Regions from separate parts of the Zea mays genome. Here region 2 is linked to region 1. Evidence: chromatin contacts called from public Hi-C data. All regions are on one chromosome and are shown on one strand. The core of a region is the stretch at or near the end of the contact, and the rest is flanking DNA. Distances in the headings are between cores, read along the strand shown. Region 1 holds the start of LOC103645806 (dentin sialophosphoprotein). Region 2 holds the start of LOC103648344 (protein trichome birefringence-like 8).

Region 1 (3,964 bases), core at 859-3,358:
AGACACCATTGGACCTCTATCTGCAATATAATCTTCAGCTCCATTCTGAAACTTACACATCCATAAGTAAAATATATAGATCAAGGGCAATAAGATACTTTACCTAATAAATGGTTTGTTTCTCTCTGTTGACCTGTCATTGGAAATGGCACATGATCAATACTTGATTGAGGTACTGGTGGGTGCAAAGCTTCTGTAACTTCTGTTGGCAGACCAGCTGGTTGCTGATACTGATCATGGTAACCATTATGATGACCTTCAGTTCTACTTGTGGATATGGCATGCTGTTGAATCTGGTGGTTTCCCATAACAGATTTAGCAGCAACCCATGCCTTAGCCTTTGTAGCCCAATCTTCCTCATTGTCATGACCTTCCATTATTTAATTTTTAAGGAAATAGAGAAACTATCGTCATACTAACAATTGATTTATCGGCGCAAGAAATTTATTCTGCTTCAGAAGTCTCTCTAAAGTTGATTGACTATAGTAAATCTTACGCTATGTTTAAAGTTTATTTCATTGAGAGTAGCCTAAATAGATTTAATGACAAGGCCCCCCAAATGAACAACTGGTCCATCGACAAACAAGAAAACGTTTTAGTCCAGTATAAAAACAAAGTATCGCACCAAAAACTACCAAGAACTTATTATGTAAGAAAGCACTCATAATAAGATAAGAAAATAACAGTCACGTCAAGAGTATGCAAAACCAATCACTTAATAGTGATTTATCAACAAATAGTTCTCAAGAGATTTGTATACAGAAAGCGAATTACACGACAGTAAATCTGTTAGGCTAAATATTTTAAAGTAAACATCTCCTGTGTAGTCACTAATACATGACAGATAGCAGTAGCACCACAATCAAGTGGTGCAAAGAAATTTCCAACTAAGATTAAACTTGAATAACAACACCAGTATTAACATGGCCACGATGGATATATATTTGCAGTTTCAGAAATGTGTTATACACCAGTATTGAGATATTGTGTTTTCACAAACAAGGTTGAAATGTGTGTATAATAGAATCTTTAGCAAAAAAAAACTCCCACGTCAATAAGCATTAGGATAGAATGTTTAGTAGAAATTCCACAACATAGCATATCAAACTAAACTCGTCGTGATTTGCAAAATTATATATGAAAGAAACAGAGGTACATATAAGAGTAAACCTTGATATCCATGATTCTGAGCCCATGAGTGATTGGTCCAAGCCTGCAAAATAAGCAACACCCAGCAATGAACTTCATGTTCCGTGAAAGTTTAGAGCAATGAAACAAATGAAGGTCACCTCAATCAAAGATGAAAAGTTGAGATCCAGATCAATAGTACCAGTGAAACCATGAAAAAGGTGAAAAACTGATAGCATTATAGCAAAATCATCCCATCTACCGTTGTGTACAATCATATCAATGTCAAACTGTGCCCAGCCATTAAGGCATACAACAATTGAGTAGAATGGAAGCATAAGCTTACACCCGAACAACCACATGCCCATTGTGCTGGGCACTAGGAGTGGAATCCCCTTACAACTAACCTAACACTCAAAGCCACACCTACTCACAATCCCTAGTACAAAACCAGCTACATATTGCCCCCCAACAAGAACGTCAATGCATCGGCGGAAATTCGAAACCCATACAGGGTAAACCCAACGTACCTGCCCCGGCGGAGGAGGAGGGTAGGTAGGCGGCGGGTGCTGCCCGGCGCCGTGGTGAGGGGGCCAGGGGTTCCCAGGAGGCGGGGGCGGCTGTTGCTGCATCGCCATGGGCGGGGGTGGCGGTTGGTACACGTAGGGCTGCGGCAGCGGCGGATGGTGCTGGTGCTGCATGTCGGGTGGCGGGGCCCACTGGTGGTGGTGCTGCGGAGGGTAGGGGTGTCCGGGGTGGGGAGGATGGTATGGCAGTGGGGGCGCCGGGTACCACTGAGCGCTCGGGTGGGAGGGGTGAGGCGGCGGCGGCGGTGCGTCGCCGGCGCCGGCGAAGCGTCGCTGGTGCTGGTACGCGTCCATGGAGGCGTACTAGCGGAGGCGAAGAGGCTTGGGCTGGGACCTGGTGGAAAAGGGGCGAGGTGGATTTTTCTCCTTTCCCCGTCCTGACTCGGTGAGTCCTGACCTGGGTTTGTTTGCTTTTGATCAGTTGGGCCGGTTTTGTACACGGTTTAGGCTTGCCTGTGCTTAGTAACTACCTTGAGTTGCAACGTGGACGTCGAACGAACCGGCCCGGCCCAGTTGCAAACGTGGACGTCGAACGAACCGGCCGACTTCATGCATTCCAACTCCCAGATCCATAAGAGCAATCCTATTTAACTATGTATATACTCGTGCGTTGCAACGGGTAATACTAATGCAGGCATAAGTCATTGTTTAGTGAAGTAATCAACCGGCAGGGTGACACTTATGTATGTATAGATCATTGTTTAGTGATGTTATCAACCAAACTTCATGTGTCGGTCGACATGCGAGGGAGGTGACATTGGGAGGCAGGCTCGAGGGGCGGGGCGTCGGGTGTGTGGGACCGCGAATTGCGTCGGGAGGCAGATTAGAGGGCGTTAGGTGGATGGAGGCCGCGACATGTGGAACATGGCGCGATTAGAGCGAGAGGCGGGAAGAGGTGGAGGAGGCCGGGTGCGGACAGTTCTGCCAAAGTGGCCTTAGGCGAGTCGTGACTGCGTCTGCTACCCGAGCTTGGCCTCGGATGGGTCATGACTGCGTCTGCTGCCCGGGCTTGGCCTCGGATGAGTCGTGACTACCTGTCCCGCCTGGGCTTGGCCTCAGACGAGTCGTGATTATGTCTCCCGCTCGAGGGTGTCCTCAGGCGAGTCGTGACTGCGTCTCCCGCCGGGCTTGGCCTTGGGCGATTCTTGACAGCCTCTCCAGCCCAAGAGTGGTCTCGAGCGAGTCATGACTGTGTATCCCACCAGAGGATGGCCTTGGGCGAGTTGTGACTACTTGTCTTGCCGGAGGTTGGCCTTGGGCCAGTCGTGACTGTCTATCCCACTCGCAGATGGCCTCGAGCGAGTCATTACTGCCTGTCCCGCCCGCGGATGGCCTCAAGCGAGTTGTGACTATCTGTCCCACCTGAGGATGGCCACAGACGAGTCATGACTACGTCTCACGCCAGGGGTTGCCCTTGGGCGAGTCATGACTGCATGTCCCACCCGAGGGTGGCCTCAGGCGAGTCGTGACTGACTGTCTAGCCAGGGCTTGGCCTCGCTTGAGTCGTGACTGCGTCTCCCGTTGGGGGTTGGCCTCGGGCGAGTCGTGGCTGCCTGTCTCGCCCGAGAATGGCCTCAGGCGAGTCGTGGTTGCCTGTCTCGCTCAGGCTTGGCCTTGGACGAGTCGTGATTGTGTCTCCCGCCTGAGGGTGGCCTCGGGTGAGTCGTGACTGCCTCTCCCCCCGAGGATGGCCTCGAGTGAATCATGACTGCCTCTCCCACCCAGGGTTTCCCTCGAGCGAATCATTATTGCCTTTCCCGCCCGAGGTTGCCTCGGGCGAGTCATTACTGCCAGTACCGCACGGGGTTGTCCTTGGGCGAGTCGTGTCTGCTTGTCCCGCCCGAGGGTGGCCACAGGAGAGTCGTGGCTGCTTGTCCCACCTGGGCATGGCCTCGGGTGACTCGTGGCTATGTCTCCTGCCCAAGAGTGTCCTAGGACAAGTCATGACTGTTTGTCCCGTGTAGGCTTGGCCTCAAGCGAGTCGTCACTACCTCTCCCACCCAAGAGTGGCCTCGGCCAAGTCGTGATTGTGTCTCTCGCCTGAGCTTGGTCTCGGGCGACTCGTGACTACTTGTCCCATCTGGGCATGGCCTTGAGCGAGTCATGATTGCGTCTCACACCCAAAGGTGGCCTCGGGCGAGTCGTGACTACGTCTCCTGCTCGGGCTTGGCCTCGGACGAGTCATGATTGTGTCTCCCGCCCGAGGTTGGCCTCGGCGAGTTGTGACTGCATCTCCCATCCGGGCTTGG
Region 2 (3,931 bases), core at 384-2,883, 140 kb before region 1:
AATAGTTATCTCTGGTTCCTGCGCGTGCCATACCCTGCGGACAAGAGGTGTGCGTAGAGGATCTGATTCCAAACGTCCGGCACGCCGGGGAGGCACCAGTGGCTGCAGTCCTCCGGCGCGTCCGGCGGCGTTCCGGGCTCCCTGTGCCCTGCCGGGTGGCCATCAGGCCTGAGCTCCGTCATGTGAGTGATGTTCAGAAACCTCGCCTTCCTCCCGTGGCTCTTGATATCCTCCGTCATCTTCGCAATCATCGCGTTCATCCATGAGTACTCTTCCTCGGAGCGGCCATTGTTTGTGGTCGGTGGCTCTCGCTGGCCGGCGCACGAACCGCCAGTGTTCCAGGTGCCGTTGCTGCCATTTTCAGGTGCAGAAAAATCATGGTTAAATTTTCTCGAACTGTCGCAATGGAGATTTCCTCGAACAGTCGCAATTGCTGGATCATATATTTTAATTGTCATATCATATATAAACCACAGTTCTCTTCTCTTTATTATCACAATGCAATTAACACCACTCCCTTACTTACCTGTAATGCGAGGGAGAAAAACTCCTGAAGAAGAAATAGCTTTCCGAAAGCTGAGCACTACTCAATTCCCAATCTTTCACCGTCTGCAGGGACCGTTGAAAAGCTTCCTTGATGTCCATGGTTTTGTTCAAGCGGTCGCCGACCATGAAATAGTTTCCTCTGCTCACGAGCCACACCACACGCACAGCTTCAACTCAATGCCTTACTACCCAGAGATTACAAAATAGCCATGGCATTGCATACGTACGCCTTGACGGTTTTGTGCTGGTTCCACCAGTGGCCGGAGTTGAGCACGAGCACGTCGGCGGCGGCCCACCGGTCGGCGTGCCGTGGCAGCGCGTCAAGGCGGACGCCCCCCCTCACGCTGCCTGCCGTCGCGTTGTTTGCCGCCGGGAAGCGGTGGACCATCACGATCATGGGCGCGCGGTAGTACTCGACGGAGAGGTTGTAGTCGGCGAAAACCATGGCGAGGTAGCCCTTGTGCCGGCTGATCGGCTTCCCGGACCGCTCGTACACCCTGGACGACGACGCGGCCGGCACGGCGGCGGCGAGCATGCACACCATGGACTCCCACTGGTTGCGCCCGATCGAGTCCCCGGCAAAGACGATCCTGCCGTCCCGGCTCCGCTCCAGCATGTCCGTCGCGTTGAATCTGACAAAAATAACTTAATGAAACCATTGACGTCGTCGTCGTCGAACCGGAAGGAAGAAGAAGAAGAAGATGTCGTGACACTGACATGGCGCGCGGGCCGGCGGCGCTACCTACTTAGGGAGGTCGCAGCGACGAGGTCGCCAGCGCCAGTGTCGGAAGGACGAGTCCGTGCGGCCGTTCCGCGTGCACCGGAATCCCGGGTCGAGGAACGGGCAGTCCTCCGTGTACGTCGTCACGTCGGCAGCATCGTCCCTCACCCATCGTCCGTCCGAGTAGTCGCACGGCGGGTGGGCGTCGGCGCTGTCGTCGCGCTCTCTTCTGTTGAGCGGAGGCAGCCACGACGGCTGGAAGAACGACGTCGACCTTGGCCACCGGGGCGGGGGTAGGACGACGGTACATAGCGCGACGACGAAGAACAGGAAGACGGAGGAGACGAGCACGTGCCTCGCATGCATGGGTTCAGACGCGAGCGTCACCGTTGGCTAACATTGGCTGCTGGTTATTCGGAGTGAGGCGAGGACGAGGAGCGACAGCAGTAGCAAGTGGGCCAGCCAGTGGTGGTAAATAGTGCCAAGAGTACGATTGTTGGAGCGATTTGTGGGTCGAGATAGACTACTGCATCAAAGACAAACCATCACTACCTAAAATTATCACGATCGGCGCCATCAGTTTGAGCCGTTTGGCATAGATCCCGTCCTTCGCTATCTCGGCGCCACATGGAGCCAGTGCAAGCTGCGACAGGCCGTAGCGCGAGAGGGGGCGGGTCCCTGCGGGTTTCAGACAAGGCGAGGCAGGAGCGAGGATACATTTTCTCCCACGGGGCTATCTGGCTATAAGTTTAGGTCTCGAACAGTATTAGGTTTGAGATGAGTTGTGAACTCCATCTGCGGGTTCTTCGATGTGGACCAAAATTGATAAATTATGCAGAAGCGTTCGAGCCCAACCCACATGGCCCTTCTCACACTTCTTCCATCCTCCTCATACACGGCCCAAGCCCACATCCGACCTCACGCCACTACACCACACTCTAGCCTCATCCTCCACCTCGTGTCGCCACTACCACCCACTGACGCCCCTCCAACGTAGATTGCCGCCCCCAACCTCCTCACGATAGCAGTGACCTATCTGATGCTTCACCTCCTTTGTGTCACTCCTCCACGTGGTCGTGCCATCCCTCCTCGTCGGCGGTCGTGCCTCCTAGCACCACCCCTTCGCACACCTCTGTGCCGACATCCAGCCTGCCTCCACTACAGGAAAACAGTTAATTCCCGTCGGCCAGGAACCGACGGGAATAAGCACTAAACCGACGGGAATAAGTAATTCCCGTCGGTTTAGCCCTTATTCCCGTCGGTTGTCAGCCGCCAGGCGTCCCTTGTCGGGGATACGGTTATTCTCGTCGGCCGCCGACGGGAATACGTAATCCCCGTCGTCCAATATCGAGCCGACGGGAATAAGGCCTTATCCCCGTCGGCTGACCGGGCCGACGAGAATTACTAATTAATGCTCGTCGGCTGACCTGGCCGACGGGCATTAATTAGTAATTCCCGTCGGCCAGGTCAGCCGACGGGAATTATCTGGGCCGACGTGAGTTAATAGTCAATTCCCGTCGGCTATGGTCAAACCGACGGGAATTAACTGGGCCGACAGGAGTTAACCTATATTTCTGCAACAGCAACACCAAATTAGATATTTCTCACACATAACATACACAAAACATATATATCACAAACATATGACAAAACGTATCACATAAACATATAAATCACAAACGCATTGACATCACACATCACAAACACATCATTGACATCACACATCACAAACACATTGATATAATTCACACATCGCAAACATTTCAGATACGAGAGTGTTTACACAAACATAACGTCCAGGAGTTAAAAACATAACGAGCACGAGTTTAAGTGTTTAGAGATAACCACCACTTGGGTGGTTAGAGCTATGACCGCTGCCGCCTTCACCACCAGGAGGAGGGAACGCGAAGAGTGAGTCAACAAATCCAGTCCCTGCTGCTGGATCAGACCCACTGCCACCCGCTTCAGGCGTAACCTATGCAAGTTAGCAAATATCAACACGTTAAATGCAAATATCAAAAAGTATACAAGTGTATAAATTAATGGAGAGTTATCAAACGTAACCTATCTCCAGGTGCAGGTATATGTGTCGGAGGGGTGGTGAACTGTGGTGGTGGAACTGGTGTGACACCCACCCTTCTTGAAACCTTCATACATCCAATCACGTCTATCACCCATATTGCGGCTGTGTGTACGAGTAAGAATTGTGTGTGTGAGACATTCATGTTTATAAACGTCACACATACATCTATAGATAAATAGTTACACTATATATATACATAACTATATATATACATAACATAAACATCACACATACATCTATATATATACATAACATAACTATATATATACATAACACATAAACGTCACACATACATATATATATATACATAACATATCATCCAATTCATTAACTAATAACATTAAACAACACATTTTATATTTGCAACATAAAATTAAAAATATGAAGACTAATAACACTGTTAATTAACAAATTTAAACAAAACTTAATCACATAACAGTTAACTCCCGTCGGCCATAAAAAACCGACGAAAATAAAACATTACAATATATATAATATACCTTTAATGCTTTGCGCGGACGACGGTGGTGTACGACGTCGGTGGACAACGTCGATGTGGGGAAGCCGCGGCTACCGTGGAC

The links. Hi-C and Micro-C count contacts between places; a contact is called where the count stands out from the background.
Region 2: a Hi-C map of leaf shows a contact between it and region 1, with 5 times the contacts expected there. The contact joins the promoter of LOC103648344 here to the promoter of LOC103645806 in region 1. A contact is called at or near these places in 2 of 25 Hi-C or Micro-C datasets (both in leaf).

What each region holds. Positions count from the first base shown.
Region 1 is chr2:3,919,868-3,923,831 of Zm-B73-REFERENCE-NAM-5.0, reverse strand. It overlaps LOC103645806 (dentin sialophosphoprotein), which reads right to left and starts at 2,108. Exons shown (of 14, transcript XM_008670527.2): 1 at 1,659-2,108; 2 at 1,171-1,213; 3 at 104-370; 4 at 1-20. The coding sequence starts at 2,009.
Region 2 is chr2:4,055,105-4,059,035 of Zm-B73-REFERENCE-NAM-5.0, reverse strand. It overlaps LOC103648344 (protein trichome birefringence-like 8), which reads right to left and starts at 1,633. Exons shown (of 4, transcript XM_008672831.1): 1 at 1,293-1,633; 2 at 774-1,178; 3 at 527-685; 4 at 6-351. The coding sequence starts at 1,633. The coding sequence ends at 6.